Regions from separate parts of the Hordeum vulgare genome. Here region 1 is linked to region 2. A link is a contact called in public Hi-C data. All regions are on one chromosome and are shown on one strand. Each heading gives the region's core, a stretch centred on a gene start, on an enhancer-like site or on the middle of the called end of the contact. The rest is flanking DNA. Distances are from core to core; before and after follow the strand shown. Region 1 holds the start of LOC123424718 (probable potassium transporter 9). Region 2 holds the start of LOC123424715 (thiamine pyrophosphokinase 2).

What was found. Hi-C and Micro-C count contacts between places; a contact is called where the count stands out from the background.
Region 1: a contact with region 2 is called in a Hi-C map of seedling, with 3 times the contacts expected there. The contact joins the promoter of LOC123424718 here to the promoter of LOC123424715 in region 2. A contact is called at or near these places in 1 of 6 Hi-C or Micro-C datasets (seedling) and 1 of 1 datasets of contacts at active chromatin or transcription factors (embryo).

What each region holds. Positions count from the first base shown.
Region 1 is chr2H:40,533,982-40,540,694 of MorexV3_pseudomolecules_assembly, reverse strand. It overlaps LOC123424718 (probable potassium transporter 9), which reads right to left and starts at 3,704. Exons shown (of 8, transcript XM_045108388.1): 1 at 3,459-3,704; 2 at 1,828-1,925; 3 at 1,248-1,731; 4 at 1,078-1,131; 5 at 444-704; 6 at 277-329; 7 at 52-175. The coding sequence starts at 1,842.
Region 2 is chr2H:40,182,608-40,189,268 of MorexV3_pseudomolecules_assembly, reverse strand. LOC123424715 (thiamine pyrophosphokinase 2) reads left to right here and starts at 2,124. Exons shown (of 7, transcript XM_045108384.1): 1 at 2,124-2,272; 2 at 3,043-3,222; 3 at 3,311-3,395. The coding sequence starts at 3,063.

The sequences.
Region 1 (6,713 bases), core at 2,455-4,954, 350 kb before region 2:
TTGATGAGGCAAAAAAATTGGCTCCGTTTGAACAAAGTAAGCACTATGTACCTGGAACTGAGATGTAGTATCCAATTTGGTAGCTCGAGTCGAAGTTATGGTGTCTGGTTAAATAGGCAGCTTGACCCATGTATCCTAAGATCAGTGCAGGATATACCAAAGAAGTGAAAGCAAGCTGCAAAACAAGGAACAGAGTCAAACAATTTGCCCAAACAGCATGATGAGTTGAGCAAAAATAACATAGCAACTGAACTAGTTGCTGAAATTAAGTAGTACCTGGATTGCACTGTAGGAGAAGTGGCCAAGGTCTGCAAACATTGCTTCAGATCCTGGAATGGAGCAAACATGTCAGACTGTTCATTTATGGAAATTCCCCTGAGTAATCTTGGTAAGAAGCTGTGTTAACTATTCTTGCAAAGTTAAGGGTTCATGCTGAACTTTACCTGTCATGCAGAGCACAATCCCTCCCAGGGACATCCAACCAGACTTCTTGGTCTTCCTCAAGAATTTGAGCATGTACATGGGATTGAGTGCCATGTAAACCTGAGGGTTCCAGTAGATGATATTGTACACGCCGAGCGCACTCATGCAGATCAGCCAGGCTAGAATTATCGGAGCGAAGAGAAACCCGACACGGTGTGTGCCGTAATGCTGGAGAGCAAACAGGAACACTATTATGGCACAGGTTATCGGAGTGACGGCATCTGCATGAAAACAACCAAAAGAAGAAGAAGAAATGAGCATGGCAGAACAAGTGAAGTATCAAGGTAAAACAGGCGACAGAGAACTAGCACAGGTTATCGTAACTAGTGAGAACTTATCAGTTTTGCTGGTTATACTCAAGAGTTTTGCATCATTCTAACTAGCAGAGGCCAGAGGAGCCAAGAATTTGCCAACTTTGCTACGCATCATTATATATGAAGTAGCACCATATCAATTATCAGTAAAATCACTAGTAGTGTTTACTTATTATATGAGCGATTGTTCAGTACTCTGTTCATTGGTTGCAGACAACACCAGCAAAATCTTGAAACGCAAAAAAACAAATTAGCTGTTGAGAATCGAGGGGAGGCTCACATTCATGCTGATGCTTGGACAAGGAGAGCTCAAGCCCAGAAACAGCCGAGAACACTGCATTTGCAACAGACAAAAATCGACGGCAGTAAGCAAGCAAGTAACTGCTCCTCACTCCCTGAGCCTGACTGAAGAGCCAACCGAACAAAAAGGCCAGAAAAGAAATGACATACCGGAGATGACGGGGGTGAGGACGCCGTCGCCGATGACCATGCAGGTGCCAATCATGACCATGACGAGCAGGGCGGTTTTGAGGCTCCTGTGGCCCTCGAGCCATCGCCTGACGCGGGAGCCGTGGGCGACCTCCTCCGGCGGGCGCTCGAGGCTGTAGGTGGAGAGCTCCTCGTCGGCGAGCTGGCGGTTGGGGAGCAGGCTGACGTTGGCGTGCCTGCAGATGAGGGAGTAGAGCGCGAAGGTGCCGCCCTCGCCGTTGTCGTGGGCGCGGAGCACGATGGAGACGTACTTGATGAGCGGGACGAGGGTGAGCGTCCAGAAGACGAAGGAGAGGACGCCGAGGATCTCGTCGTTGGAGTCGGTGTGCGTGATGTCGTCGGCGAAGGTGCTCTTGTAGACGTAGAGCGGAGAGATGCTCAGGTCCCCGTACACCACCCCCAGGCTCTGGTACGCCAGCAACATCGTCGTCCGCCATGTCTCCCGCTGCACCCAATTTGCAGCAGCTTCAGCATTCATCCATGTTCCTCCTATCCTGCCTTGCTTAGTATTTTGATTTGAATTGGGGAATCTATGGCTCACCTTTCCTGGCTCCATGGCTGCTGCGCTCCCGAGCTCGGGCAGGATCCGTTGGCCGTCGGCGAGGTAACAGCTACGCTCCTATGAATTCCTTCTGCCAGCTTCGAGAACAGAGCACATCAAGGTAAAAGCAGCACTGTTATTTGTCGAACGGATTGAGCCACCCGCCGAGAGCAAGATTGGCACGCACGCAGACGAAAGACACCTCGAAAGAAGCGGGGGCTGGCAATGACGGGATACGGCACTATACTATACTATTGGAGCATACGGAGGAATCAAGGTTAGTGTTTTTTGAAGGGGGGAAGAAGGGGACGAAGAGATCGAGGAAGAAGATAGACAGGGGAGGAGGAGAAGAATGAAGAAAAGGCATAGTCCTAGTCCATACATATCCGAGGAGAACAAAACATGGTGGGCATCACCGAGTGGATTGCGGAGACGTGTCACGTGTGGTGGGGGCCCATCCACCTACAACCTCCACGATACTCCCAACTAGTGCGCGGTCCAGTCCTCTCCTCTCCTCTCCTCTCCCTGGCTGCCTCAAAGAGATGGTAGCAGTACTCAACTCAACTCACTCGTTCAGACAAAGCGAGGCATACTAAAATCCATGGATATGGTGGACAGGCAATGGCTCTGTGCATGATGTGTGTGCAGACACGGACGGACGGACCAAGCTTTTGGCCGGGTACCACAAGGTGCAAATGGTGTGGAGGCGGCCGTGTGTGGGTGGGGCACTCTGCCGACTCCTACGACCCTATCATTATCATCATCAAGCTTTAGCTTTCGGGGGAGCGGACCAGGGACAGCCTCCCCTAGATCGCTGCTGCCGGCGCCCCGCGTTAATGGCGGGACATCTTTCTTGGCTAAAATTCTAGCCTTTTCTCCCTTTCACCTTTGCCGCAAAGTGATGCCAACGATTGGAGATGCCTCGATGAAAAAGATCGGTGTCTGGTCTGGCGGTAGACGGATCTTGAAGGTTTGGCGGGGGTTGATTGGTCCGAGATCGGCGAGCGGGCCGATGACAACTAATCGGCACCAGCAACCACGAGTACGAATGGATGATGAGTGACGGCAATAGATTTGCTGAAGATGGTGTTTCTTTATCATGGACTAGATTAAAAAGTCTTTTTTAGTCCCTAGATAAAGAAAATAGGAGGGACTTTTTTTTAAGAGACTACAAAAAGACTTTATTGAATAAACTTTTTTCTTTAGTCCCTAAAAGTCCCTCCTGTTTATTTCACATGGGACTAAAAGAGACTTTTTTTAGTCCCTACATCAAAAAGTTCCTATAAAAAAACACCCCCAAAGACTAAAAAATTCTAGTCCGTGGGAAAGAAACACCACCCAAGTTCCATAGCACCACTTTCTCTACATCTAAGGCTGTCTACTACCGTCTACTACCTTTGTGTGAGCTAGGGGAGGTGGAAGAGGCACAAGAATCTTGGCATTCTTCTTCCTGTTATTAATGCAGGGAGACGATAGATCGATCTATCCGATCGTTTCTTTATGGTGGTGCAGGGGAATCGAAAGGAGAGAGATCCTTATCTTATCTTGCAAGGGAAGGGAGCACGATGCCCAAACAGATAGCATTTTTTTTCCGGTAGTATTGGGAGGGTAAATTTCTCTGGTATACTGACCTTCTGTTGCAGCGAGCTGGCGATGGAATGATGATGGAAATCGCCGGAGGATCGAGTGGAAGAATTCTTCTTGTCCCTGCACCCGGCTGAAGCCACAAGTGTTGTGATATTCTTCTAACGATCTGGGATCCGCCCAGCATAAAATATGGTACACGGATGGGCTATGATCATCTGATGTGTGTGCAACAGAGGGCGCTGGAACGGCCGGCCATGATCGCAGCGCACGCAGGTTTGTGAGATGATAAAGAAATGGCGCGGCGAGTAGCGCGAACACATGGGGCTATCTCCTCGTGGATCTCGCAATCGCAGCGCCACATAGTCCATCACGGGCCACCCCCGCGCCACATGATTGAGATCGAGGCGAATCGTCACCGTCACTCACACCCGGAGTAATACATTATTATTGGATCGTACTACTCTAAATGAGTAGTAAATCGAGACGGTAGTGAATAACATTGGCGAATACACTACTTCCTTATAAATGTCTCAACTTTGTAGCATACTATTTCTCTAGTATAAATTTGTATTAAGATTGAGACAGTTATTTTGATACGAAGAAAATACTACTAGTAAATAAACGAGTACAGTAAGATGAGATGACAAGGTCGTCCGTTCCCTCCAAGGAACTGAGTTTGGCGCCGTCGCGGGCCCTCCACCGACGCGGCGGCACCCCGCATGGGACGGTAAGTTGACGTCGCCGCCCCGCCGCCGCATCAGTCGTAACGCCACACTGCTGGTGCTGCTGCCGCTGCCGCTGCCGCTGTCCGCATCGCCCTCGGCGCCATCGATGCACCTGTTGGCCGCATACAGCGTGCCGTGCCGTGTCGGGATGCGACGGAGACGCGAGCGTGCCGTGGCTGCTCAAGTCCGGGGCCGCGATCGGCGTGGGTTCCCTCGTTCCTGCAGCGGCTCCTCGCGGTGGGACGCGCCGGCTGCTCTGCTCTGCAGTGCCGCCAACGGTGACCGCGACGGACAAGGACGGTTTCCCGGTCGCCGGGTAGTCCCCGGGTTTTCCGGTTTATTACGGTGCCCGTGACAATGATTGGCCGGGTGCTGAGTGCTGACTGCTGACTGGTTGGCAATTTGGCACTGGCATCAAGCGGTGTCTCACGTGGCGGAATAGGCTGCGGCTGGGACCTGCATCTGCATGTGCTTTTGGGAATGCATGCACGCCGATGGGAATTGGGATGTTGCTTTCGGCCGCTGCTGCACGGGCGGCGGCAGTGCAAAGGCACCGAAGCATGTGCTTGTCCGCATGTCTGGTGCATGCATCTCAGGTCTTTGCGATTTGGCCTGCTATTTTTTTCCCGAATCGATTTGGCCTGCTCTGTTCACGTGTCAAATAGAGCAATTCTAGCCGACCCAGTTGGAGAAGAAACACAGTTTCGATTTTCTTCTATGACCGACACCTAGCTGAAGCCCGAAAATCATTACAGGAGTAAAAGAAATACTCTGAACGGCGTGCGACACTTATACTTATAGCATCTCTAGTAGAACCCTCAAACCCCCAAACCCTTAAAAATAACTGCTTTTTTACAGTTTTCGTCCGAAAAACGGCGTAGACTAGAACCCTTAAATCCTTAAACCCGTAAATATTTTTAGAGGTCCAACCCTCAAACTAGTTTTGAGCCTGTAGAAGTGAGGGTTGGGAGGAGAAACTCCTCCCAACCCGCACTCCACCTCAGCTCCAGCGCGGGAGGGATTTTCATCCCGCTTCCGTCTCCAACCGCCGCCTCCTCGCGCCCGCCTCGCCGCCATGGAGGGCCCCGCCGCCGCCGCCTCCTCGCCGGCCGCCGCGCACGCCCCGGCTGCCCCCGCCCTCGCCCCTGCCGGCCCCGCGCCCGCCCCGGCCGGCCCCGCGCCCACCGCCGCGCCGCCCCGTCCGCAGCGCCGCCGCGCCCCCGCCGGCCGCCGCGCACGCCCCGGCTGCCCGCGCCCTCGCCCCTGCCGGCCCCGCGCCCGCCCCGACCGGCCCCGCGCCCACCGCCGCGCCGCCCCGCCCCGCGCCGCCCCGTCCGCAGCGCCGCCGCGCACGCCCCGGCTGCCCGCACCCTCGCCCCTGTCGGCCCCGCGCCCGCCCCGGCCGGCCCCGCGCCCACCGCCGCGCCGCCCCGTCCGCCGACCGGCCCTCCGCAGCCCCGGCCTCCCCTCCGCTGCCTAGAAGGTTCGAAAGTTATGTTAAATTCCAGTCATTGTTCAGAGATTGTTGTGTTCCTTTTTCTGTGAGCATGCGACATTGTTCATTCTATCAGTATTTGGTGTTAAGTTATATCTGTCTTATTCTATCATGTTCATTCTCTTTCGAATCCTAATTTTGATTTGTGTTTTTTTGCTTTTGATTTGTGTGGATCTAGCGGTTTGTAGTGATAGATTATGTCTCTTGTTCTTAGGGAGTGCTGTAGAAATTTTCTGCACTAGTATTGCTCTGTCATGGATTTGTGTTGGTGCTCTGTCATGAATAGACGCTGCAGGCGCCGGTCCAGTATTCAGTTTTGTAGGTGCATTAGTGGTGGGATTTGGGGTTGGGATCTGGACTCTGATTGATCTCTGAATTTATGAATGTATTCTCTTGTTGATCTCTGAATTTATGAATGTATAATAGACCTATAATGTGGAAGAGAAGCTTAGTTTTTCTGTCTCTAGAGTTCCATATTTTTGGAGTCTAACAGGCAACAACCAAAGTATCTATTGAATTTTATCTGAAGAACATTCTGTAATCATATATCTAATGAAGCTTGGACTAGATAATAGTATACTGAGTTTGCAAGATAAAATAAGGCTGATATGCTTGGCATGAATAGAACTGATGTGAAGTAGAATGGTATACATCTTCATTTCTGAATATGTTTCCTATCAGAGTTTTAAGGGTTGGGGTTGGGGCAAAGACTAGAACCCTCAAACCCAACCCTTATTCCTCCTCTCACGGCGTTGACGCTTTCTCCTCACGCGCCCACCTATCCGGCTTCCCTATAGTCCTACCGCCGCCACTGCCACAATGGCAGTACATCGGCGTGCGACGGTGGAATTGGGGAACGTGGGTGTTCTAAATAACCGAATAGCAAAACGTCTGTCGTACAAGCAGTACACGACCGATGTGATGGAGGTCGTCAAACTCTGTAGATGTGACTTTCTTTTTTAGAAAAATTTGTAACCTTTATTAAGTCGCAACATCATGGAGATACAGATTATGTCGGGCAAAGTAGCTAACCACACATGACGTCCGGAAGGAAGAGAAGGAGTAGCCTTAGTCAGAAG
Region 2 (6,661 bases), core at 875-3,374:
GCCTAAAAGTAATACGAGATATTCAATATGTGCATGGATAGTGGACAATATCAACAACACATAACTTTTCTAACTAATGCAATTTGTTTGTAAATCAGAACTTGAAATATGTTGAAGAGAGAGAAAAGGGCTAATGCATGATGGAAGAATAGAACTATATACAATATTTTCTATAAGTGCCCGACCATGAACAAGCGCAACCTCTCTAAATCTTCTTCAGATGGTTACACAACCATATCAATGAAAGCTTCAACAACACAACTTATTGATAGATGTGGTAATTCATCGGAAATGTAATTCGGCTCCCGGGAGCACGTGCTCCTGCCTGTGAAAATGATTTTTGAAATGTCAAAAAAAACCAAATGAAACACCAAATATTACCCCGAAATGTCATTTCAAATTTGTTTTTTTCACCGACAAAACTTTACTGCTTCGTTTTGCACGAAAATTGTCAGGCATGCTTATGACACTAACAAGAACACCCATAAAACAATTCAGAATTTTTGAAAACATTTTGGTACATTTTTTTGCTTCATATGTAGTAAGCAGTGAAATCTTTTAAAAGACTTATATTTAGTAACGGAGAGAGTACATATGCATGGTAAGACTAAAACTTGGGCCACAAAATATTTGACATATACCTGTCTAGAACTGGAATGGAAGTAAGTATGCATATAGTGATAGATGAGGCCACCACAATTTCTACACTTCAAATATCCATAAAAATACAACGAAATGATATATAGTACAAAAAGTAGTAGATAGTAATGACATAGTGGAGAGTGTAGTATTCAACATTTTCTATGAGGGATGCAAAACAAAACATAGGTTGTGTTCACAAGGGTGAACATGTTTGCATCATAGACATTACTGTACAACTGGTCGAAACATAAGTACCCAAATTACACCCCTGAGGCCCAAAATCACTTGCCCAATACTATGAACGATTAAAGCAACCAATGGTTGAAAAAGCGATAAGGAAGACCACATCTTTGTTCGAATGCCTGAATCTAGGCCATCGAAATGGAGAGCCAAGGATTGTCTATGGAGACACCCTACTTGGATTATTTTTGAAACTTTAAGTCACTTTTTATGCTAATCTCTCATAAGCACTCTCTCTTGACATGAAGCTAAGACACCTATATATGGGAAAAGAAGAAACGGGTCTCAAAGACAACTTGACACCATTGTTAACATGCCTTATAGTGTATGCTTCCTACACATATATATATATATTTAAAGAAAGTGACCTCCCTTCTGGCCCATTTTTATAGATGAATCAACAAAAGAGAAACAAAAAACTTAACAACCAACGCCAACGCAAATTGCCCAGACAACCAAACGGATGTCTGTTCTCAGTAGCGGTTCTAGAATTAACCCACGTCTCAGACAGGCTGCACAATTACAATGTAATAAAGTGTGCTACAAAATACATTTTGCTATAGTCAACAAAGCAAATCATCATCACGTCCTAGGCCGAGGCGCTGCCTGCCTGGGCCTGGATCCGCCTATGTCTGTTCTTACACAAATATGTTGTACATATCCTTAATATAACAGTATTACTATATATATATGATATCTAAGAAAGTAAATCATCCTTATGTACGCACATACGCACGTACAAAAATCCTACCTGTATGAGCATCTCCGAGAGACTGAAACGATATATCACTTATAGATTGACAAAGTTGTCACAAACACCTTCATAGTTGACATGAACATCTCCTTCCATCGAACACACGTCGTCGAAAGGTCTGAAATAAATTTTAAAAAATATCGAACACCGGGTTCTCAAATCTAAAACTTAGACTCTTGTGGACAATAGATGTCCTACTAAAGATTGGTTCGCAATAGGTCGAATAATGCCAAGTCACATAATTAAGCACGACGGGTCGTGGTTTTGTTTCGAAAGAAAATTAAACCATGTTTCTTCATCAATCTAAAAAAACCGTGGTGTTATTTTTTCTTCCGTAATTTACTCTCGCCGGAGCACGCAATATCTTCTGCGCGGGTCCACGTGCAGAGCCCGGGCGAGCCACCACCGCACGTCCAGCGGCTCGCGATAGCGACAGTAGATGCGTCAGCGCATTCCTTTTTAGCTGGAAAGTATGGCTTTGGCACATACACATTCCAACCCGTACAAAAATAAGCGGCATTTCCTATTTTTAAGACCTCTCTTCCTTCCCTTGCGCACCAACAGCCCCTCCTCCGACGGCGGCGAAGCCGGCGAATCGGCGTCCTCCCCCCCTCCACGACGCGCGCGCAATCCGAGGTGAGCTCCTCGTCAGGTTCTGCGTTCGCCTCGCCATTTGTAGCCCGCTGGGTCTGCTCTCCGGTCCGCCCCAAAGTAAGCAAATCTTGTAGTTTGATGGGTCGGCCGACGGGGATGTTCGGAGATAATGTTTGGCAGATGAATCTGACCCGGTAGCTCGGTCGATTTCTGGGCCAAGAACGGAACCATCCGAAACCCCGCTTGTGCGGATCCGTTGAGTTTCCAGGATTGTTCTCTGGAATCCGCCGGAATCTGTCTGCCGGAGACTGAATTTCGGATGCTTCTCGTGTTCAGTCTTCAAGGCGGGTGTTCTTTTTCCGAGTACGTAATTTTTTGGTTGGGCTGCAAGCTGGTGGTCGATCCCACCAGATAAGAAACCTATCCCAACGGAGAGGGCGGGGCGGATTCAGTGAGGTGGGCAGGCAAATTCCGACGTTTTGGTGCCACGATAAAGTTTCGGGAAGGTTGATTCATGAAGTTTTACTGAATAAGGCGGACATTCAGGGTCAATATTTTCGATAAAAGAAAGATTAGAAATGTGCTCTGTTATCAGTTTAAGCAGGAACGGAAATGTAGTAGGAGACTTGGACGAACCTGTGGTTTCTAGGTGGTTTACAGAACAACTAGTGGTTACACGAAACATGCATATGATATTTTCCTAAATGCTACGGCATGTATGGGTTCTGATTTCTGAACATATGAATGTGATTCTGGTCTCAACACTGACTCGCAAATTCTGAACTGGTCCTAGTTTTGCGCTGTCTTCACAGACCGCCTTCAAGAGGATAAGATGTTGTGGCGCACGATCCGCAGTATGGAGGTCATGGCACACTCTTCTAACTTCCTTCTTCCGAAACTGCATCAGCCTGCCAAGACTCCAGCAAACAACTATACTCTGGTTGTTCTCAACCAGCAGCTTCCACGGTTCATGCCTCGCCTCTGGGCTCAAGGTACCTAGCTCTAGATTCTTTCTTCTCTGTATATTCTGCTCATGGCATGTATCTTTAAAATTCTTTCTTCAAATTTAATTTAGAGCAGCAAAGATGAGAATATGTGCTGATGGTGGAGCCAATCGTGTTTTTGACGAGATGTCTCAAATGAAAAATGACCTGGACAGAAATAGGTTAGCTGCTTTCTTTCCTCCTTTTATATCAAAGGCTCAACTAATGTGAAACATTTTCATGCAATTCCAGTCATGGTTCGAATTAGTTGGTTATAGATGTGAGTCACAAATGCTAAGGAGTTGAATGACTGCCAAAACCTACAGTAGCTGCATTTCTATATATTTTATTTTTCAAATTCTCACTTGAAATGAGAGGTACATGGTACTTTCAAGCTGGAGGTAGAGTTTGTCCAAATAGATCTGTAGCAGCCTGTTGTTGTTCTTTGGGTTTGGATTGCGAGTGAGGGAGGGCCGGGCCGGCAAAATCCAGGGCCCTGTGCGAAACTAAAAGATGGGGCCCTACCTAAAAAAATGAAATAACGAGCTATTATAATGTATATATATCCCGCAGAAAAAATTATAATGTATATAATATAATGTGTTACATAACAATTAGACATAAAAAAATTATAACGTATATAATATAGTGTCTTACATAACAATGGAAGATCACGCGTCAATGTTTGGCAATTAGACGAACCATCTAACTCGCCTTGTTTTGGGTCCTGTCCGATAGAATCGCTACACTATGATATTTAATTGAGGAGGTAAGAATCAATCTCTAACGAAATAATTATCCCTGTTAATAGTTAATTAAAAATTAAAAATTCAGAGTAGAAACCGAAGTTAATCAAACAGAAGGACTTGATAAGCACCTGGACGAGGGACGAGGCGAGGAGCAGGCCGAGGACGCCAAGGCCGGCTGCTTGCCGAGATGAGGGCGCGGGCGACGTGAGGGACGATTCTTCGGTTTGTGTAGCCACGATCGATTGACGATACAAGAGTTCCAGTCGCCCGTTCCCTATCTGTAGTTTTTTTTAAGGAATCCCGACCTGACTCCTTGTAGCGATAGATGAGGAGTGCGCTCGCTGCTCGGTCGATGGTCTCCAGCCCAACTCCAATGCCACAAGGCCCAATAACGCTTGGTTTTCTTCCTTTTAATACAAGGCTGATATAAAATTTTTGGGGTCCTACAGAATTTTGGGCCCTGTGCGGGCAGCAATTCTGGCACCACTATGGGCCCGGCCCTGGAGTGAGGCACCATCTCCTCTCTAGTGATCTGTACAGTGTTAATAAGGTTGCCATAACATAAGCTGTGCGCGCGCCCAATGGCAACCTCTGGTGGCTCACCACGGTCTACGGGCCCCAAAGCGACCCGGACAAACTGCTGTTCCTTCAAGAGCTGCGTGACATTCGCGATACCAGCCCAGGCCCATGGATGTTGTGTGGGGACTTCAACTTGATATGTCGTGCCTCGGACAAAAGCTCGGGTAACGTGAACCACCGCATGATGGGTAGATTCCGCCGCGTCATCAACGACCTTGCCCTCAAGGAGGTTTACCTCAATGGGCGTCGCTTCACGTGGTCCAACGAGCAATCCCCTCCCATGCTCGTGCGCCTTGACCGGGTGCTCTGCACCGCAGACTGGGAGGACAGTCATGGCGAGTGTCACCTCCGCTGCCTGGCATCCGTTGTCTCCGACCACTGCCCTCTGCTTTTGGACTGCTCGCCCATGCCATCAGCTCACAAACGCTTCCACTTCGAGGAGTTTTGGATGCGTCTCGACGGCTTCCACGACACGGTAGCCGCGGCCTGGGGCTCGGTGTCCGACCTAGACCCTTTCAGGCGGCTGGTCCGGCGCCTGCAGGCTACGGGCCGCGCCCTCAAGAGCTGGAGCGCCAAGTCCACGGGTAACATCAGGGACAAGCTTGCCATCTCCCGCGAGCTCATCCTGCGCTTCGACCAAGCCATGGAGACCCGCACGCTCTCCCCCCCCGGAGGATTGGCTGCGCAAGCAGACCAAGCTATCCTACCTGGGCTTGGCTTCGCTTGAGCGCACGATTGCCCGACAGCGTGCTCGCATCTCCTCCCTCTCGGACGGCGACGCGAACACGAGCTTCTTCCACAGGCAATGCACATATCGTCGGCAGAAAAACAGAGTGTACTGCCTGCTTGTTGATGGGCAGATGATCAGCGAGCACGACGAGATGGCCCAGGCGGCCTTTGCTCACTTCGACGGGCTGCTTGGCACAGCGGCCGACCGCGCCCACACGCTGGACTTCGAGCACCTCATCTAGCCAGTTGACCTGTCGGTCCTAGAGGTGCCGTTCAGCCCCGAGGAGATATGGGAGGCTGTGCGACGCATGCCGGCGCACAAGGCACCAGGGCCGGACGGCTTCACCGCGGAGTTCCTGCGAGCGTGCTGGAGCACCATTAAGCAGGACGTGCTTGAGGTCTTTGAGCAGCTCTATGCGCTGAGGGGGCGTGGATTTCACAAGCTCAACCAAGCACTGCTCACCTTGCTGCCAAAGCGCGCCGATGCTCACAAGCTTGGCGACTACCGGCCGATCTGCCTGATACATATTATGGCTAAGCTCTTCGCGAAGGTCCTCTCCTTGCGCTTGGCTCCGATGCTCGACGGCCTAGCTTGCCGCTATCAGAATGCTTTCATCACCGGACGTACCCTCCATGACAACTTCATCCTAGTCCGGCAATCCCTCAAGCTCCTGCACCAACTGGGCGCGCCGAGGATCATGCTCAAGCTCGACCTCACCCGGGCCTTCGACTCCATATCATGGCCCTTCCTCTTCGAGGCCTTGTGCCAATATGGCTTCGGAGCGAGGTTCCGGGAGTGGCTGGCCATCCTCCTCTCCTCGGCCAGCACCCACGTCTTGCTCAATGGCGTGCCGGGACCCTCGATCTGGCACCGCCGCGGGTTGAAACAGGGTGACTCGACATCCCCGCAGCTCTTCGTCCTGGCCGTCGACACGCTCAGCCGCCTCATGCAACGGGCGCTCCAGGCCGGCATTCTCCGGAGACTCCACCCCCAACGCAACATCCCGGCTATCTCGCTTTACGCCGATGATGTGATGCTGTTCTGTCACGCCTTGACCGACGAGGTCCTCGCTGTGAAGGGCATCTTAGGGGTCTTTGGCTCCGCCTCCGGCCTGCACGTGAACTACGGCAAGAGCTCTGCCACAACACTTCATGGAGATGAGTCGACTGCCGAATCGCTAGCGATTCTTGGCTGCCAGACGGCGGCTCTGCCCATCACGTATCTGGGTATCCCCTCTCAACGCGCCGCCCCTCCGCGGCTCAGATGCAACCTCTAGTCGACAAGGTGGCCGGCCGCCTCCCATCGTGGAAGGCATGGCTCATGAACAAGGCCGGGCGGCTGGCGCTCGTCAAGTCTGTGCTTAGCGCCATCCCCATCCACCAAATGCTCG